Regions from separate parts of the Macaca mulatta genome. Here region 1 is linked to region 2. A link is a contact called in public Hi-C data. All regions are on one chromosome and are shown on one strand. The core of a region is the stretch at or near the end of the contact, and the rest is flanking DNA. Distances in the headings are between cores, read along the strand shown.

Evidence for each region. A called contact is a pair of places that touch in the nucleus more often than the background predicts.
Region 1: a contact with region 2 is called in a Hi-C map of fetal cortex germinal zone, with 2.2 times the contacts expected there. The contact joins the promoter of ALDH1B1 here to the promoter of IGFBPL1 in region 2. A contact is called at or near these places in 2 of 14 Hi-C or Micro-C datasets (fetal cortex germinal zone and liver).

The regions. Positions count from the first base shown.
Region 1 is chr15:61,200,170-61,204,406 of T2T-MMU8v2.0, forward strand. ALDH1B1 (aldehyde dehydrogenase 1 family member B1) reads right to left here and starts at 2,019. Exons shown (of 2, transcript XM_001114412.5): 1 at 1,725-2,019. All of the region lies in intron 1 of LOC144334622 (a long non-coding RNA gene), which reads right to left.
Region 2 is chr15:61,166,976-61,171,109 of T2T-MMU8v2.0, forward strand. IGFBPL1 (insulin like growth factor binding protein like 1) reads left to right here and starts at 2,376. Exons shown (of 5, transcript XM_015117410.3): 1 at 2,376-2,850. The coding sequence starts at 2,406.

The DNA.
Region 1 (4,237 bases), core at 769-3,268, 33 kb after region 2:
CTGTTGGAGTGGGCCGAGTGGGCAGGAGTGTTGAAGTTGAGCTAACGTGGGAAGGTCTGGGGGCGTCTGTGTCCTCGGAGCCCCTGTACCGTCACCTAGAGGCAGGGGCTGGGATTAGGGGGTGTGGAGAGAGTCCTACCATGCAACTGTGTCCGGAATTGGTGGGTTCTTGGTCTCACTGACTTCAAGAATGAAGCCACGGACCCTCGCGGTGTGAGTGTTACAGTTCTTAAAGATGGTGTGTCTGGAGTCTGCTCCTTCAGACTTTCAGATGTGTCTGGATCGTCTTCCTTCTGGTGGGTGGTCTCGCTGTCAGGAGTAAAGCTGCAGACTGTCGTGGTGAGTGTTACAGCTTTTAAAGGCAGCGCGTCTGGAGTTGTTCATTCTTCCTGGTGGGTTCATGGTCTCGCTAGCTTCAGAAGTGAAACTGCAGACCTTTGTGGTGAGTGTTACACCTCATAAAGGCAGCGTGGACCCAAAGACTGAACAGCACCAAGTTTTGTTGCAAAAAGCGAAAGAAAAACGCTTCCACAGAGTGCAAATAAACCTGAGGGTGTTGCTACTCGCTGGCTCTGGCAGCCTGCTTTTATTCCCTTATCTGGCCCCACCCACATCCTGCTGATTGGCCCATTTTACAGAGAGCTGATTGGTCTGTTTTGACAGTGCTGATTGGTGCGTTTACAATCCTTGAGCTAGACACAGAGTCACAAAGTGCTAGTTAGCTAGATACAGAGTTAGCTAGATACAGAGTACCAACTGGTGTATTTACAAACCTTGAGCTAGACACAAAGTGCTGACTGGTGCGTTTACAATCCTTGAGCTAGATACAGAGTCACAGAGTGCTAGTCCTCCCAAGTCTCCATTACGTTAGCTAGATACAGAGTACCAATTGGTGTATTCACAAGCCCTGAGCTACACACAGAGTGCTGATTGGTGCACATATGAAACTCCAGCTAGATATAAAAGTTCTCCAAGTCCCCATCCAATTCAGGAGCCCAGCTGGCTTCACCCAGTGGATCAGGCTGCACCCGGGCTGCAGGCGGAGCTACCCGCCAGTCCCGAGCCGCGCCTGCACTCCTGAGCCCTTGGGCTGTCGATGGGACCCCGCGCCACCGAGCAGGGGGCGGCGCCCGTCGGGGAGGCTCAGGCAGTGCGGGAGCCCACCGTAGGAGAGGGGCTTGGACATGGCGGGTTGCAGGTCCAGAGTCCCGCCCCGCCGGGAGGCAGCTAAGGCCCAGCGAGAATTTGAGTGCGGCGTCGGCCGGCCAGCACTGCTGGGGGACCCGGTGCAACCTCCGCAGCTGCTGGCCCGGGTGCTAAGCCCCTCACTGCCCTGGACCGGCGATGCCAGCCGGCCGCTCCGTGTGCTGGGCCCGCCGAGCCCGCGCCCGCGCCAGCCGGAAAGCAGGGGTTCCCGCCCGCGCTTCTCACTCCACACCTCCCGGCAAGCAGACGAAGGAGGCTCCGGCCTCAGCCAGCCCAGAGAAGGGCTCCCACGGTGCCGTGGCCGGCTGAAGGGCTCCCCAAGCGCCGCCAAAGTGGACGCCGAGGCCGGAGGCCGAGGAGGCGCAGAGAGTGAGGGCTCCTAGCACATTGTCACCTCTCACAACGGCGGAAAGGCCAGCCCCCAGATGGGGACGCCGGGACCCAGAGAGGAAAGCCCCCACGCGGCGCCGGGAGCTGCGGCTTCCCGGGGGAGCCGAGGGAAGACCCGCGTTAGTTACCTGCAGCAGGCTTGGGCTTAGGTTCAGGATCAAGCTCGGCTTCAGGCCCTGGCCCTCCCAGCTCTGTCCAGCGGGCCGCCTAGGGCTGGCCGCAGGTCCCGCCTCCGCGCAGCCTGGGACCCAGAGGCCAGTGAGGCTCCGCCTGCGCCTGGGGCGCTGCCTACGTCCTGCCACCGGCCAAGGCCGCTCCTCCCTCGCCCAGCCCGGTCTTTTTCTCGGTCCCCGCCCCTCTACCCCCGGCAGCCCGCACCGCTTCAGTTCTCCCTCCCTCGCGTCTCCGCATGCCCAGTGTCCACGTTGCTCAGATCTAGGGTCCTAAGGCACTGGTTTGGGAGCAGAAACAGAGATACGCAGAGAGGGACAGGGGCTTCCCCAGGTCACACAGCAAAGTTTTCGGAGACCGAACCCCAACTACACTTTGCCTTTCTCCCCGCTGCAAGACGCTGCTTGACTGCCATCCTTTAGACTCCCCTTAACCTCCTCTCTGCCTCGCCTGTCCCTCATTTTTTTTGTCCGGGATTCACTAATTTCTGTCCTCCACTTTCACTGCCCCTTTCTTCAGTTCCTTTAAGAAGATTTTGTATTTGGGCATTTTTCAAAGTACATTTTTGTTCTAAGGACAAAAAGAATGTATGCACAGTGTAGAAAGCTTGGAAAACACAGGAAAGGATGAAAAAAGAAGAAAAAGATCACCTGTAATCTCTTCACCCACGGTCACCATTATTATGGTTGGGTGTTCGTCCTGCTGGTATTGTTTCCTCTGCATCTTTCAAGAATTATTTTAATAAAAATAAAATCATGTAGCAACCTCTGTTGTGCTGCTGTAAAAAAATTTAAACACTTAGCGGTGTATTTTGAAGTTCTCTCCTAGCACTAATTACAGATGACATTATCCTCTCCAAGGTGGCATAGAATTCTGTTGTAGGGGTAAACTGTTGGATATTTAATTGTCTCCATTTTGTTGCTATAAAGGTTGCCAAGATGGAGCACTGAACACGCATCTCACTCACTCCACCCTCACTGCACCTTCCTTCTGGCTAGGGTGGTCCAAACGCTAACTGCCATGTTTCCCAGCCTCATTTGCAGTTAGAGTTCTGGATGTGGACTAGATGCTGTTAATCAGTAGTACTCTGCCGGATGTGGAAGGCGGGCACGCGTTGGAGGGTATTGTCCTGCCCCTGTAGGGCGGCACTAGCAGGAGAGCAGAGATACGAGACGTTCTGCGGCAGCATTCCTTGTCCCTTCTCCAGCTTCCTGGCTGTGGACTGGCCGCTGTGGCTGTAGTCGCTCCTTGACCTGGCTTCCTGCTCTTTGAATGGAGGCTGCAGGAGATTGTCTGAAGTGGCCTCAGACAGTCACGAGGCTGGTGGGCCATGTCCATATTGTCCTGAGAGTCAGTCCGGGTCTGGCTAAGGCTTGCTTCTGCCTCCCACACTTGCAGCAGCTCTGTGAGCACCCAATTCCCTTTATTAAATCCCTGCCTCTCCATCTATCTAGGGTGTTCACATGCAACTGCTTGCACCTAATTCACTTAGTTCTTTCTTTAAGCTACATCTCTATGGAATCTTTTGCTTCCATATCATCCTTAGGATGTTCATAGCCCTTGCTGCAAAAGTTAGCCCTCCATGAAGGCATTGTGATTGACATATTATCAGCTTGATGTCCATGCTTTCCTCGGGTTTCTCCAGCAACCGCATCAGCCCCTTGCCAAGGCCCTCCTGCCTTCCCCACAGCACGTGAACAGCCTAGTTCCCCTTGGGCACTTGGCATAGCACTCCAGGATTGATTGACTTAATGATTAACTGACCAGTCCTTAAGAGGCCTCATTGATAGAGGGAGTGAGTTTATGGCAAAGTGAATATCAGTCCTCATGTCAGAGTGCATTGGAAACTGTGGCAGATCTGAGAGGCCAGTTGCAGACAGGAAGTGTCCCCCATGGGGCAAGGTTGGAGGCTGTGCCCTTTGAGGAGCAGCTGAAGGATCTGGGATGTTCACCCTTTAGAACTTGAAAGACAAAGCTGTGCCCTCCGATTCTCTGAAGGGCAAAACCAGACAGGATCTGTGAGGTCCTAGAAGGCAGAGCCAGACCAGTGAAGAATACAGAGGAATAACTCCCAGACAAAGCAGAGCTGGCTAAGGCTGGGAGGCCTCCCTTGAAAGGCAGTGGGCCTCTCATCACTGGAGGAGTACAGGGAAGGACAGATAACCATTTGGCAAAATCCTAGTTCAGATAAGAGCTAGACAAGGGGCTCCCAAACTTAGTTGTACATCAGAATTGAGTGAGAAACTTAGTTTTGTAGGTGTTTTGAGTAGGAAGAGATTAATATTAACACAAGTGGCGGGAGGCTGGGAAGTGAAGGGCACTAAGCCACTGTCAAGAAATCTGGAAATGCTAAGATTATAGGGAGGCTACTACCAGTGTTCTCTGCAGCCCATAGCCCTGAACTGAGTCCTCCTTAGGGGGACCTTCAAAGCCTTGGGTAGAAACCCACCTCTGTAGATGCCCACACACC
Region 2 (4,134 bases), core at 1,126-3,625:
GTGAGCTATGATCATGACATTCCACTCCAACCTGGGGAGCAGAATGAGGTATCATTTCTTTAAAAAAAAAAAAAAAGTGTTCCCTTCACATCATTAAATAATCTTAAATTCTTGCATGTTTACACATTCACATATTTACAAGTATGCCATTACATTAGATGTGTACTTTTTAATTTGCTATTTTACTAAACAATGTATTATAAACATGTTTGCATTTCTATTAACCCATATCTTCTTTCTAATTTTTAATGCCTACATAATCCTCTATTGTTAGACGCACCATAATTTATTTAATGATTGCCTCTCAGTGGGCATTAAGGTCGTTTCCGTTTTGTTTTTTTGGTTTTTTTTTTTTGTTTTTTGTTTTTTGTTTTTTTTTTTTTTGCTGTAGTGACCAACTCCAGGATGAAATCTTCACACATAGTGATCTTTTTATTAGGAGAGATTCCTAGAAGAGCACAGAGAGGTCAAGGGGTGAGAGCACTTTAAAAGGCCACTCCTGGTAAAGACAGCAGCCTTCAGGTTGAAAGTCATCGTTGGCCGGGCGCGGTGGCTCAAGCCTGTAATCCCAGCACTTTGGGAGGCCGAGACGGGCGGATCACAATGAAACCCCGTCTCCACTAAAAATACAAAAAAATTAGCCGGGCGTGGTGGCGGCGCCTGTAGTCCCAGCTACTCGGGAGGCTGAGGCAGGAGAATGGCGGGAACCCGGGAGGCGGAGCTTGCAGTGAGCCGAGATCGCGCCACTGCACTCCAGCCTGGGCGACGGAGCGAGACTCCGCCTCAAAAAAAAAAAAAAAAAAAAAAAAGAAAGTCATCGTTAATACATTCTGAGAGCTGCGCTGAGTGCATTAGCAACATTGTTATATTTATTCCTTACCACCACCCCTTCATGGTGCCTGACCACCCCTGCTCTGTGTGGCTGACTGTAAGGTAAGGCCCAGCGTCGACCAGGCAGATGGCCCTCCTCTGACCACCACATAAAGTGGCCTCAGAAGAGGTTCCTTTTTAGGAATAAGAAGACTGCAAACTGGGAAGGAACTAGGCTTGAAAACAAAATGAACTCCACCCAAGAATGCTGTAGCTGGTCTTCCCAGGCTGCAAGAGGCGTTCTCCATCTCTAGGAGTTCAGCAAAGAAAAAACAATAGAGCACAAGACAAATGAGAGGTGGCCAGTAAAGGCAGGAAAAGTCTCCCATAAAACCTGGTCAGCGAGTCCCTCCCTCCATTCAATGCCTTTACCTGGCAACACATCAAATCCCAGCAGCCAAGACTCTCTTAGGTTTCTCATCTGGGTGTCCTGCCGGGACTCAGGCAGGATGGTGTGCACAGAGCCTGGCCCAGAGAAGGCACAACGGCGGTATGAGTAACTGACTACAAGAACCTGCGTCTTTCCAACATGCATTCCCCACTAATCCACAGGTACACTGACCCTTGTGCACAGAGACTTCATCAAAGCATTATTCGTATTAACCGAAGGATGGAAAACAACTGGTTAAGTAACTGCAACTAAACCCTGTGGAAATGCCACTGTATATGAACTCCAAAACATATCACCATATCTCATCATAACAAAGTCACTGTGGACGGAGATGCACCATGACTTTACGTAGCATTAAGAAACACACTCACAGAACCAATGAACTATGCTCCCGTTGATTGTACAAGAAACTCAGTTTCAGAGATGACAAGAGGTGGGGAAACTGGGAAATACTGTTAAGTGGAAAAACCAAGTGCAGACTAATGTATATGGCACGCTACTCCGTGTGTGTGGGAGAGAAACAGCGTGTGTGTGTTTTAAAGGAAAGGGCTTTTATAGGCACATATGCTTTTATAGGCATAGAGAAAATTTCTGCAAAGATACACAAAAACCCAATAGCAAGAGTGGCCTCTGGGAGTCGAGTTGGAGGATGGTGATACAAGGTGGTAGGGAAACCCCTCTTTTCATCCTTAGATGTATATGTAAAATATACATTTTAAAACATATATTCTCTTTATAAAATAAAACTTCTTAAACTACCGAATGCAAAATAAAATTAAATAAAACAGCGCATCCTTCTGGGAGGATTTACGGGCATACTATCTGGAACCAGCCGTGGATCCGGAGACTGTACCGTTATCCAATCCTGACTCTACCACAGCGACCTCGGGCAAGTTCTCCCCCGACTGGGTCTCGGTTTCCTCAAGAGTCCAGTCGGAGGTCAGGGAGCTGCTCTCGGGGCGCCCCTCCAGCTCGGAGCCCCGGGCCGCGGGCACCGCGCGGGTCCCGGGCTGGAGCAGCGGTTTGCGGGCGCCCCGCGGTGCAGGCCCGGCCAATCAGCGGCCGCGGGGCGGGAGCGGTGGCTGCTTGGCGGGCGCCGAGCGGAGCGCGAAGCAGAGGCGCCGCCGCTGTCCCGGAGCAAGCCATGCCGCGCTTGTCGCTGCTCTTGCAGCTGCTGCTTCTGCTGCCGCCGCTGTCCCCAAGCCTCGGGATCCGCGACGCGGGTGGCCGGCGCCCCGAGTGTGGTCTGTGCCGGCCAGAGCGCTGCCCGGCGCCCGCGCCCTGCCCGGCGCCCGGGATCTCGGCGCGCGATGAGTGCGGCTGCTGCTCTCGCTGCCTGGGAGCCGAGGGCGCGAGCTGCGGGGGCCGAGCCGGCGCGCGCTGTGGCCCCGGCCTGGTGTGCGCGAGCCGGGCCGCGGGGGCGGCGCCCGAGGGCACTGGGCTCTGCGTGTGCGCGCAGCGCGGCACCGTCTGCGGCTCTGACGGTCGCTCCTACCCCAGTGTCTGCGCGCTGCGCCTGCGCGCCCGGCACAAGCCCCGCGCGCACCCCGGTCACCTGCACAAGGCACGCGACGGCCCTTGCGAGTTCGGTGAGTCGGGGTCGGGGATCGGGTGGGTAGAGAAGAGGGGATTCCAACCCTCTGGGGTGTGGAGCGAAGGATCCCCCTGCCCAGTGGTGGACGGCTCTGCCTGGGACTCAGTTTCCCTTTAGAAAGCAGTATTTCGTATCTCTCCTCGTGCTCAGAGAGACTGGGACGAGAATCCTTGGAGACGCCACTCACCGTGCTAGTCGAATTTTTGGTGAGCCTGCTAACCCTTTTGGTACGTAAGTACCTGCTGATGCAGTCACTTATTTGTAGGCATGGTATGTTTGCCGGGCAGGAGACTGGGAGTTGAGGAGGGGGATCAGAGTTCCCAGGTATCCAGCGCTAGGTGGATTGTTTGAATGGGGAGGAAGGGAAGTTGAAGATGCGCGAGGAGGATGAGTTCCAGACTGGGGAATCAGGAGTCACCAGGCCATAGCACCAGAGCACCAGGGCCCCAGGTGTGGGATGGGGCTGAGCTGGGATGCTGAGGGCGCTCCACCCAGGAAAAGTAAGACCTCTGGAGACGTAAGATCTGAAAAGATCTTGTGGTGCTATTAGGGGCAGACCCAGGTTTCGAGGGTCTAAAACATATATAATTTGGAGAATCCTGTCTTAAGTAAAGGAATAGAACTGCTAGGGACTTCGAAACTTATTATGAAATGTTAGGGACTTAGAAACTTAAGCTTCATTAACATCAAAGTAAAATAATCTCTGTGTGCTATAGTTGCCCACTCTCTTTATGTACCTTTTGAAAACCAAACAAAAATAAACCAAAACATTAGTACTGCTTTACCGGCTTCCTAAGCATGAGCGTATCCTGCCCATTAGGTACTGGAGAAGTGCCCCTGTGTACTCTGTCTGGAGTGGGCAGTGAAGAGTTTAGGGTGAGTGAGACGGCGACCAGTGAGTCCCAAGGAGCCTAGGTTTCAGCCTGGGGTTCAGGCTTCTAGGAAATAATTCTGGCCTGAGCCCAGAGACCAAGTCCAGACTTTAGGGCCTAAGACAATGTAATGACTTAGCTTCAAGAAAGAAGCTTGGGGTGGGGTTCTTCCCAAGCCTTAAGAAGGATCTAGTAGTCTTTCCCCTCAAGTAGTTCAGGTAGATGTACCCAAGTCCAGGAGACACAATGGGTTGTTGGAGATGGGGCAGGAAGCCTCCTGTCCTGGGAAATGTAAAACCAGTGTGTGGCCAGTTGAGCACAGGAAAGTCACCATTGACTGTTCCTAGCTGAAGCTCCCCATGGAGGACAGAGCTGGCTGGGGGTGCATCTGTGCTGCCGCTGGCTCC